3 separate regions of the Sus scrofa genome follow, and regions 1 and 2 are each linked to region 3. A link is a contact called in public HiChIP or PLAC-seq data. All regions are on one chromosome and are shown on one strand. Each heading gives the region's core, a stretch centred on a gene start, on an enhancer-like site or on the middle of the called end of the contact. The rest is flanking DNA. Distances are from core to core; before and after follow the strand shown.

Region 1 (3,232 bases), core at 713-3,212, 310 kb after region 3:
GAGGGAGTGAAAAACCATCTGTAGGGTGGCACAGTCCCAGGAGGTGTCACATTTATGGTCATGGAGCAGTTTGTATCTCTCTGTGGGTTCTTTTTTTTTTTTTTTTTTTTTTTTCTTCCTTTTTCAGCCTCACTGGCAGCATACGGGTGTTCCTATAGGCCAGGGATCCCATCTGAGCCGCAGCTGTGACTTAAGCCACAGCCACAGCAACGCGAAATGCTGGGCTGGGGATCACACCGGTGCCTTAGCAGCAACCTGAGCCGCCTCAGAGCCAGTGCCAGATCCATACCCTGCTGCACCACAGTAGGACTGAGTTGTTCTTTTATGAAGTGAACTGGCTCTTTTTGTAACTGAACAGCTTTTTAGCACCTTGACTCAGCGAGTTAAATAAATCTGCACTGGTTTCCTACTTTGCTGAAGGACCTACGCACCATGAGGATAAAATTTCATGAATACAGGATTAAGATTCATGAAACTTTATCTATATTAATACCCAGCTTTCAGGGTAAACCACACTATAGCTCTTCTGGAGTGAAAAATAGATCGTTTTTCTTGTCCCAATCTTATCTTTCTTACCTCAGAACCTTCAAGAGAAGTAGAGCTTGTAATCCACGACCTCCGTCCTATTAAGTGATGCAGAATAGATGTCCTTCTGGGGCATCTTTGTCCAAAGAATTTTTCTCGTGTCCAGGGAACCCACAAATGATGCTAATATCAGCACCTTCAACCAGAAAATGTTTCCGGAGGGTTTTCCATCATTGGCTTTGCTTTCTTGTTCACCTTCATGTAACCTTGACGGAGACACAGACCCTCAGCACTGTGGTTGGTAGACACAGTCCTGAGAACAGAGAGTCAACGTGTCATGTGTAGTTGTGGGGGGTGGCGAGGGGGTCTTGCAGAGTTTGGCTGCAGTTCAGGCTCACTCGGCAAAAATCTGCCAGGATCTCTGTATAACTCAGGAAGGCCCGGAGCCATGGCCAAGTCTCCCTAGAGCTCCAATTTGTTTCTTGGTTTCCCTTAGTTTTCAGGCCATCACATCATTTAGCATCTATTGGATGTGTGTGTGTGTGTGTGTGTGTGTGTCTTTTTAGGGCCCCACCTGTGGTATATGGAGGTTCTCAGATACTTAAGCCACTGAGCGAGGCTAGGGATCGAACCCGCATCCTCAGGGATATCAGGCTCATTACTGCTGAGCCATGCCGAGAACTCCCCTAATGGATCTTTAAAAAGTCCATGTGGACTCTATGAGATGGGCTCCTGGTTTCGCCAGTGGGATCATAACCCTGGCCTACTTACCTCAAAGGGCCACTGCAAAGGTCAAAAAGATGATGCGTGCGACGGGGCCTCTGAAAGATAAAATTTATGACACAAACACAGAGTGATGGATTCTGGCGCGATCAACATTTCGGTATGAAACCCTCCTGGTTCAGTAACTTACAGAGGATGAAATATATCTTTATAAGCTCAGGAGCTTTTGAATTCCTTTTCCCCAAACCACCAAAACTCATACACTTTGGTTAGCTTCTCTGTGGCCCCAGCCTTTGAATAAGCTGACATCACAGCAGAGGTTAAAAAAAGGCAAACAGTGGCCAAGATATGTGCATTTGTGTGTGTGTGTGTGTGTGTGTGTGCATTTAAGAAAATGCGCATGGATCTTTGACCCAGCTACTACATATGTTCATACAATTAAAAAAAGGAATAATGACTCATTAACCAAACAAGTTCTAGAGAAAAAAAATACTCATTTAATACAATCACAGTGACTTCCTCACTGTTTCCACTTCATTGCTGCTTATATGAGTAAAAACAACATGCTAAACGGAGACTTTCAGGACCCCATGGGACCAATTAATGCCACGTGACTTCCTCTCTGCCTTCCATGAAAATAACTATATTATAATGGTCTGTGATATTAATATCAGCTTTGGAAAAGCCAGGCAGCGGCTCCGTGGGGAAGGAAGTGGCCTGATGTGGAATGTGCAGCCTTAGACAGACGAGAGGCCACATCTTTTTATAAGCTGCATCGAGCCCTTCAAGGAGGTGGGGGCACCCCATGGGCTCCTGGGTTAATTCAGGTTAAAAGGCCACCAGGGTAGCGTATCTCTGATCTTGAACTCCAAGAAAATGCGGTTATTGAGGGAAGCTTGGAAATGAAGGTTCTCAGAAACAAAACCCTTTCCACAGCCTGCCCCGGCCCCGGCCCCGCCCCCTGGCCCTGAATTTCTCCAGATTTCTGCCCACCACAGAGGCAGGATGTGTTTTGAACGACTTCTGTTTGTGTTGGAGTGTAGACCTGGGGTGAGGACGGCGGGTGCACCTCCCAAGTGTGGGGAAGAGTTCGGCAGGGTTTTCCCGGGACAGCAGAATGCAGGGCCGACGCACAGGAAACAGGAGCCACCACATCAGGCGCCCCGCCCGCTCCAGGGTTCCCTCAGATGCAAGTGTGGGGACCCCAGGTTTGTCCTCCACCCAGGTCCCATCCCAGACCACTCTCTGTAACGTCTTGCAGGGCTGCAGTGCTCTCCCTGTGGCCAGGCCAATTCTTCTCTGTAGCGTATGGCGAGGGGCCGGTCAGTTTTCTTGGTTGTGAATCGCTGTCGTGCGTGAGCTCCACTCAAGGGTGGTCCCCAAGCACCGTGGAGAATACAGGTCCCTGGGGAGCAGATGTGTCGCGGTATGTCTAATTCTCCAGGGGAGATGGCCCAAGGCGAGGAGCTAGATCCAGTTCCTGGACAGTGGCTGATGGTTTGGCCAGACAGTCTGAGGCTCAGAAGGAAAAATAGTGGAGAATTGGTGCTGCGGAAGCTTAGGGGAAAAGCTGGGTGGACTTCTTAGGAGGAGCCAGAATAGGAGAGTATTTGTACCACATCTGCATGCTCATCAAAAGGTCCGCTCTGGAGAGATTTTTAAATAATCAGGAGGAAAGAATGACTCACGAAGGTCGCCTATCAGAGTCTTTGCCTGGTACTGGATCAGTGGGCTTCTAAGTAAAACAGCTGTGTTGGCAGGAATGGATCCAGGGACAGGAGCTAATAATGTCAAGGGCATCCTTCCATGATGGAGACTTGTGGTGCCTTACGGCTGGTCCCTCAGCCGAGTCCCCGGCTGGCTAGGAGTAGCCATGAGGCCTGAACACCAGGATGGCATGTGTCTAGGAGGATGAGTCAGTTACTCGGTGGTGATTGTGTTGGATGCTTCCATCACGGAACGCACAGAAACTGTCCTCGCTGAA
Region 2 (3,310 bases), core at 386-2,885, 350 kb after region 3:
TCATGAACAAGTCAACAAACAACAGATGCTGGAGGGAGTGTGGAGAAAAGGGAACCCTCCTTCACTGTTGGTGGGAATGTAAATTGGTACAACCACTATGGAAAACAGTACACAGGTTCCTCAGAAAACTAATATAGAACTACCATATGATCCAGCAATCCCACTCTTGGGCATATATCTGGACAAAACTTTCCTTGAAAAAGATACATGCACCCGCATATTCATTGTAGCACTCTTCACAACAGCCAAGACATGGAAACAACCCAAATGTCCATCGACAGATGAATGGATTAAGATGTGGTACATATATACAATGGAATACTACTTAGCCATAAAAAGGAACAAAATAATGCCATTTGTAGCAATGTGGATGGAACTAGAGACTCTACTAAAAGGAGTAAATCAGAAAGAGAAAGACAAATACCATATGATATCACTTCCATGTGGAATCTAAAATGTGGCACAAATGAACCTATCTATAGAAAAGAAACAAACTCACAGACATGGAGAACAGAGGTGTGGTTGCCAAGGGGGAGGGGGAGGGAGTGGGATGGACGGGGAGTTTGGGGCTGGTAGAGGTAAACTGTTGCATTTGGAGTGGGTAAGCAGTGAGATCCTGCTGTGCAGCACAGGGAACTATACCTAGTCACTTGTGATGGAGCATGACGGCAGATACCATGAGAAAGAGAACATATATATATATGACTGGGACACTTAGCTGTATAGCAGAAATTCACAGAACAGTGTAAATCAACTATGATAAAAATAAAAGTTCTCCTTGATGTTTAATCAGAGACTTGGGAGAAAAGGATGGAGGGCTGTGCCATCTGGGGAAAGACGGTTCCAGGCAGAGGGAACTGAGTCAGGGCTGTGCCTGGCTCTCTGAGGACAAGGCGAGGAGGTTGTGACTGGGAGAGACTGAGCGGAGAGCAATGAAAGATGCAGTTAGTGGGAGCTGGGGTCAGCGCTGAGGGCCGCAGCACTTTGTAAGACTTTAGATTTGCTCTCCATGAGCTTAGAAGCCACGGGCAGTTTTCGAGGCGAGAAATGAAATGATTTAACAAGCTCCAACGGGTCCTTTTGGTGGCTGGTGGAAACAGACCGTAGATTGGAAGACTGGAAGCCAGGAGCACAGCTTGGAGAACTGCAGTCATCCTGAAGAAAAGATGCCAGTGGCTCAGATCAGGGTCCTAGCGGTATTTGGGATAAGAAGTGGTCCTGGGATGTTGGGACTCGGGAGCTAACAGGACTTGCTGGTGGACTTGATAACAGGTGTGGGAGGGAAAGGAGCGTCAAGGAGAGTCCCCGGGTTTCCGGTTGGGCACATGTAACGAGGTTATGAAAGAGATGTTTTGGGGAAGGGTAACACCTTAGGTGGGGTCCTAAGAAATTCTATGAAATTCATCCCTAAAGTCCTGATGGAATAGGGGACCAGAACGGGATACCTGAGCTCTCTTTCTCATGCCGAATTTCCGTCCGTTTATGCACAGTTGATGACTTTAACAAGCGCTCATCTCCGCTCCTGACACCACACACAGTTAGTTGCACAGCGTTTCCCCCAGGATCCCTCCGATCCCCACCTCTTCGCGATGGGGGTGCCTCTTTGCGCGGGGCCTGTCTGACACCTTCTCCACCAGAGGGCAGCACTGAGGCGCAGAGGCCTGCCGCGCAGCCTCTCCGGCCTGGAGCAACAGCAGGGAAAAGCTCGAGGCCCCTTCTTCAGACAAGTCAGACGTGCAGGCTCCCGCCTATCTCCCCCCCACCCCTCCGCGGAGAGCCATCCTTCCAACAACCAGCCTTCTAGACGGCACCAGAAGCTTTTAACGTTATAATCTCTCGTGCCATTACTCAGCAGTCTCATCCAGGTCCCAGGGACCTTTTCCCGGAGCCTCTTTTTTCGCTTGTGTTTCATTAGCTCCACTCACACATTCTCGTGGAAACCACAGTTTAATAAATGTCATAGCGCATGACCAGCGGACTTAATGAATATTAGTCACTCGAAGCCGTTTCTGTTTATTCAGCTTCTCTTTCCTCCCTGCCTGTCGCCTACCCCAGACCGCGTTCTGTGGAATGATAATGAACCCAGAGAGCCGACGGGCCACAGCAGACGGAAAACGAGGGGCAGAAGGAGCTTTCTGAGCTCACACCTGTTTTAAGACTTGTTATCCTTAAAATGCAAAGCTGTAGGGATTCACTCGGCTCCTTCCTTGTGGCTCCCGGGGGACCTGGCTATTAAGCCGCGGGGAGCACAACAGCCTTCAGAGCACTTAAAAGTACTTCTGTCCAATCCATCCCATTCTTCCGGCCTCCGCTCCCGGGTCCAGCCACCATTCCCAGGGGCTGGAGCACATTACAAGGCAGTCACTGGCGATGAATGGGCACAAACAGACTTTTTCACCATTTAGATATGTCTACATTTGCAGGCACATCCTGTAGGCTGCCTGCAACAGCCTTCATTTCAATTTACTGTCTCCCCAAGGACCGTGCCCTTCTCCCGAACGGGGAAATCTCACTGGTCGTCTCTCCTTCCCGACCTCTCACCCCAGCCTCTCTCTGCCCTCCTCCACTTTCAAGGAAAATGCTGCACAGGGAGGAACGTTTTGCTCAAGACGAATAGAATGACATCTTGATGCTTCTAACAGTGCATGTGATCTTGTATTTTTAAAAAATAATGAGCAGCTTGCACCAGATTATCACACTTGGAACGTGTTCAAAGTCTGCACAAAAGCCAGTAAATGTTTGGGGTCCCCCTGGAGTACGGCTGTGTGAGAGCGTGAACCTGTCGTCCTGAAATTTTACATTGTCCTTTCTGCTCTGCTGGGGCCAGCTAGGCTTCATGTTCTCTTGTGAAATTTTCCACTGTGTACACAAATAGAGCGAATGGTATAAAACCTGCCGGCGTCCGCTCTTCAGCTTTCACACTCATCAGCGTTTGGCTAATTAGCTGATCCTCCCTCATCTACATCTTCTTTGCATGCAGATTTAAAACCAGATCACGGATTTTCCCTGTGAGCAGATCTACGCCATTGCCGACTGATAAGGGCTTTCCATTCTTGTCGTAATAACCAAGTCAGTATCATACCTAAAAAATGAATAAGAGTGCTTTCAAGTCAGCTAGTGCCCCGTCTCTCTTGCCTTTTCCCAGATTCCCTCAATCTGTCTGGTTTTAGTTCGAAAGCCAAGCAAGGCCCACTCACTGTGTTAGTCATTTCGTCCTGAAGTCTCTTTCTCTTTTGTTCTACAGTGGCTCTTCTTTTCTTTTAAATTTTGTGCTGTAGATTTTTGGGTGGTACCCTTGGTTTTGTTCTGT
Region 3 (3,174 bases), core at 223-2,722:
TTGGCTTGGGCGAATGTTTTTAAATTATCTCTGTTTCCCCCCCTCCCATTGTTGTTGACAGTCAAGACGCAGTTGTACATTTTATTTATTAAATGAGCTAAAGAGGAAAAGGCCAAGGCTAAGGCCAGATGATTGGAAGGAAGCAGCGTGTCTGAGGACGTCTTAATGTCATTTGAAGGAATCAGCTTCTAGACTTGCAGATTTTATCTTTAAGCCGTCTTGGGAAACTGCATGCTCATTCCACTAAGGCACTCTTAGACATGGAATTTGATTGCCTTTTCAAGGGTTGTCTTTTGAGACTCCACCTTAGGGGTTTTTTTTTCCCCTTGATTTAATTTTGTTCTGTTTACCATATTCAAGCACGTTCACTTAGCCCCCCAAAGACTGGACAATCAAAGAAAGCCAAGCCTGTGACACTAAGCAAATTTGTAAGAAAGCAGTTCAGGGATGTCAATCTCACTTAAAAATGTCCCACATTTTAATAGGCTTAGACTGTTCATGCAATAGTTCTGCCAAAATAGAGGCAATTTTTGCCTCAGAGTCAACTCTGATGGTGAGCCAGCTTCTACAGAACAAAACCCAAAATAAAACCAAATGAAAATCGCCACCATTCTGATCAAAGAGCGTTCTGTACTAAGTCCTCAAGACTAAAGAGACGAGGCATTTATTGCTGCTCTCTTCCACGGCTTGGGACTAAGTCTGCTCAGAACACAACCAGCTCGGAAAAGCTCAGCCTCCGTATCTGTTGGGTGAGAAAGACTTCTGACTAGACAGCAGGGCAGAGGGTTTTTGTGGGCCCACATCTGGGCCCAGACTGGGACCACTGTGAGTCTGGAATGTTCTTTCAGCCCCTTCTCCTCCTCCTCACCCACCCCTTCCAAATAGCCTCAGCCTTGCAAGGCCTTGGTAATTTTAAATATCTTCCCGGGTCTGTAATGAAGATGCTTATAAATATTACATGAGATTTATCACTTCAGTGTGAAATTCTCTGATACCAGCAGGGAGTTTTTAAACACAACTGGCAACAAGAAGCATATGGTCAGAGATTCAAGTTACTGGGTTTTTTTTTTTTTTTTTTTTTTTAATTGTTGTCTGCCAAGGACAATATATTTTTTTCCCTTCTTCAAAATAAACATTGTGCAGGAATGTGCCTCAGCAAATGGCTGGGGTTCTATTATATTTCATGCAGCTTTCTAAACAATTTCCAACCCTGGGCTGGCCTGGTGTCAAACAGAAGGCTACCAACAATAGCAAAAGCCCATTAAAGCTGAGAAGGTTCCTTCCTGAGGTGAGCCTGGCCAGAAATAGTCATCTTGGCTCCTTCTCCAGTTTGGCACCAGGGACTAATAATGAACAGTCTTCTAATGGAAATTATCTAATTTCATCCAAGAGCTCGTCCAGAGAGAGCCGGGCTGACGCACTCGCAGGCAATATAACAACATTCTTCTTGAAGTGCTGAACAATGGGCCTTTGCAGACTGTGATAAACCACGTCAGACTCCGGACAAACATGTGTGTAAAAATAGGCCTCAGAGGCAGGGACACAGCCACCTACCTTCTCGGGGAGGGAGGCCCACAGAGCAGGGTTTGTTCCGAAGGCCTGTGGGGAATAGGCGTCTTCATCAGGTCTGCTGGGAGAAGGACCGCGGAGAAGGCGGCAAGGGGAGTGGGAGAGAGGAAGCAAAGACAGAACCAGATTAGGAAAGCATGGGGGGGGGGCGGGATCAGGAAAGGGATGGATGAAAGAAGGGTGAGTTCTCCCTCCATCCGCAGCACAGCGTGCGCGCCCCGGTGCAGGGTGGGTGCCTGGGAATCGTGCTCTTGGTGTGATTTCCATTGATATCAGGGGCTATTTTTCCAGAGCGATGTGTAAGGAACGGCCAGCAGGAAATAAAGCTCCATTTAAAGATATAAACGCGCCATGAAAAAATAGTAATAACTACTTAAAATATAAAGTGTGTGTCCCGTCGCTGAAGTGCTCTTCGTGAAAGTAACGTGATGCTTCCCAGGTATTAATAAATACTGAATCATAGACAGGAAAAAGGAAATTTGAATGTCATAGAAGGAAAAAAAAGAGATATATTGGAGTTGGGTGAAATACGTATATACATAGGTATATATCTATATATACACACATATACATAGATCATACGTATAACTATATATACCTATAAAACCGTATCTATCTATCTAGTTATCTAGCTTTCCATATATATATATATTTCCATATATATATATATATGCAAAACAAAACAAAAACCAGTAAAAATGCAAGAAGCAACTGATAAAGATACACAAAACAAGACTAAATATAAATATACAGAACAAGCAATAACATAATAGCATTTTAATAACACATTTGGCTAATAGATATGTGTAAGGCTTGGTATTCAATAGAGCAACACATATTATTATTAAAAATATTAAAAACAATTAGAACACACGTTGCGCCACAGAGAAAATCTCAACAAATTCCAAACTAAGTGAAATCATACAAGTTGTATTCTCTGTGTGCCATGCAATAAAAGTAAAAATTATCAAAAATTGGTGTCACACACACACATAGGAGTCTCTCCTTTCAAATTTTTTTATTTTATTTTTTGGTTGCACCCTCAGGATGGGGAATTTCCTAGGCCCGGAATCGAACCTGCACCACAGCAGTGACCCAGCAACGGCAGTGACAAAGTCAGATCCTTAACCCACTGAGCCACATGGGAACATCTGAAAAACTGTTTGAAAAATTTTAGGTGTCCTTCTAAGTTCTTGGGTTTAACAAAACTGGGAGTTCCTGTCATGGCTCAGTGGAAACAAATCTGACTAGCATCCATGAGGATGCAGTTTCGATCCCTGGCCTCGCTCAGTGGGTTAAGGATCCAGCATTGTCATGAGCTGTGTAGATCACAGATGCAGCTCAGATCTGGCATTGCTGTGGCTGTGGCGTTGTTGGCCAGTGGCTACAGCTCCAATTCCACCTCTAGCCTTGGAACCCCCATGTGCTGTGGGTGAGGCCCAAAGAGGACAAAAAAAAAAGTAAATCAAAATTATTTATAAATAAATTATAAGAAGGCCAGTTATCAAAACAAATGAGATGTAATCCAAATAATACTCAGAGGAAATTTTGTAGTTTAAAATTCCTTCCTTTTAGAAAATGAAAATTTAAAAAATAATCAAAACA

What was found. HiChIP or PLAC-seq counts read pairs in DNA pulled down with a chosen protein or histone mark.
Region 1: a contact with region 3 is called in an H3K27ac HiChIP or PLAC-seq map of skeletal muscle. The contact joins two enhancer-like sites. A contact is called at or near these places in 2 of 47 Hi-C or Micro-C datasets (embryonic fibroblasts and heart right ventricle) and 1 of 2 datasets of contacts at active chromatin or transcription factors (skeletal muscle).
Region 2: an H3K27ac HiChIP or PLAC-seq map of skeletal muscle shows a contact between it and region 3, with 7 times the contacts expected there. The contact joins two enhancer-like sites.

What each region holds. Positions count from the first base shown.
Region 1 is chr10:10,551,414-10,554,645 of Sscrofa11.1, forward strand. All of the region lies in intron 2 of LOC110255631 (a long non-coding RNA gene), which reads left to right. Among named protein-coding and RNA genes, the nearest start is that of HLX, 290 kb to the left of the region's middle. Within about 2 kb of position 1,963, at least 9 of the 83 cell types and tissues checked have an H3K27ac peak or open chromatin away from gene starts, as enhancers often do. A contact at or near this core is called in skeletal muscle, where this site is marked.
Region 2 is chr10:10,589,061-10,592,370 of Sscrofa11.1, forward strand. No RefSeq gene overlaps it. Among named protein-coding and RNA genes, the nearest start is that of DUSP10, 320 kb to the right of the region's middle. Within about 2 kb of position 1,636, at least 10 of the 83 cell types and tissues checked have an H3K27ac peak or open chromatin away from gene starts, as enhancers often do. A contact at or near this core is called in skeletal muscle, where this site is marked.
Region 3 is chr10:10,238,614-10,241,787 of Sscrofa11.1, forward strand. The region is part of intron 6 of MARC1 (mitochondrial amidoxime-reducing component 1); the gene reads left to right. Among named protein-coding and RNA genes, the nearest start is that of HLX, 23 kb to the right of the region's middle. Within about 2 kb of position 1,473, at least 23 of the 83 cell types and tissues checked have an H3K27ac peak or open chromatin away from gene starts, as enhancers often do. A contact at or near this core is called in skeletal muscle, where this site is marked.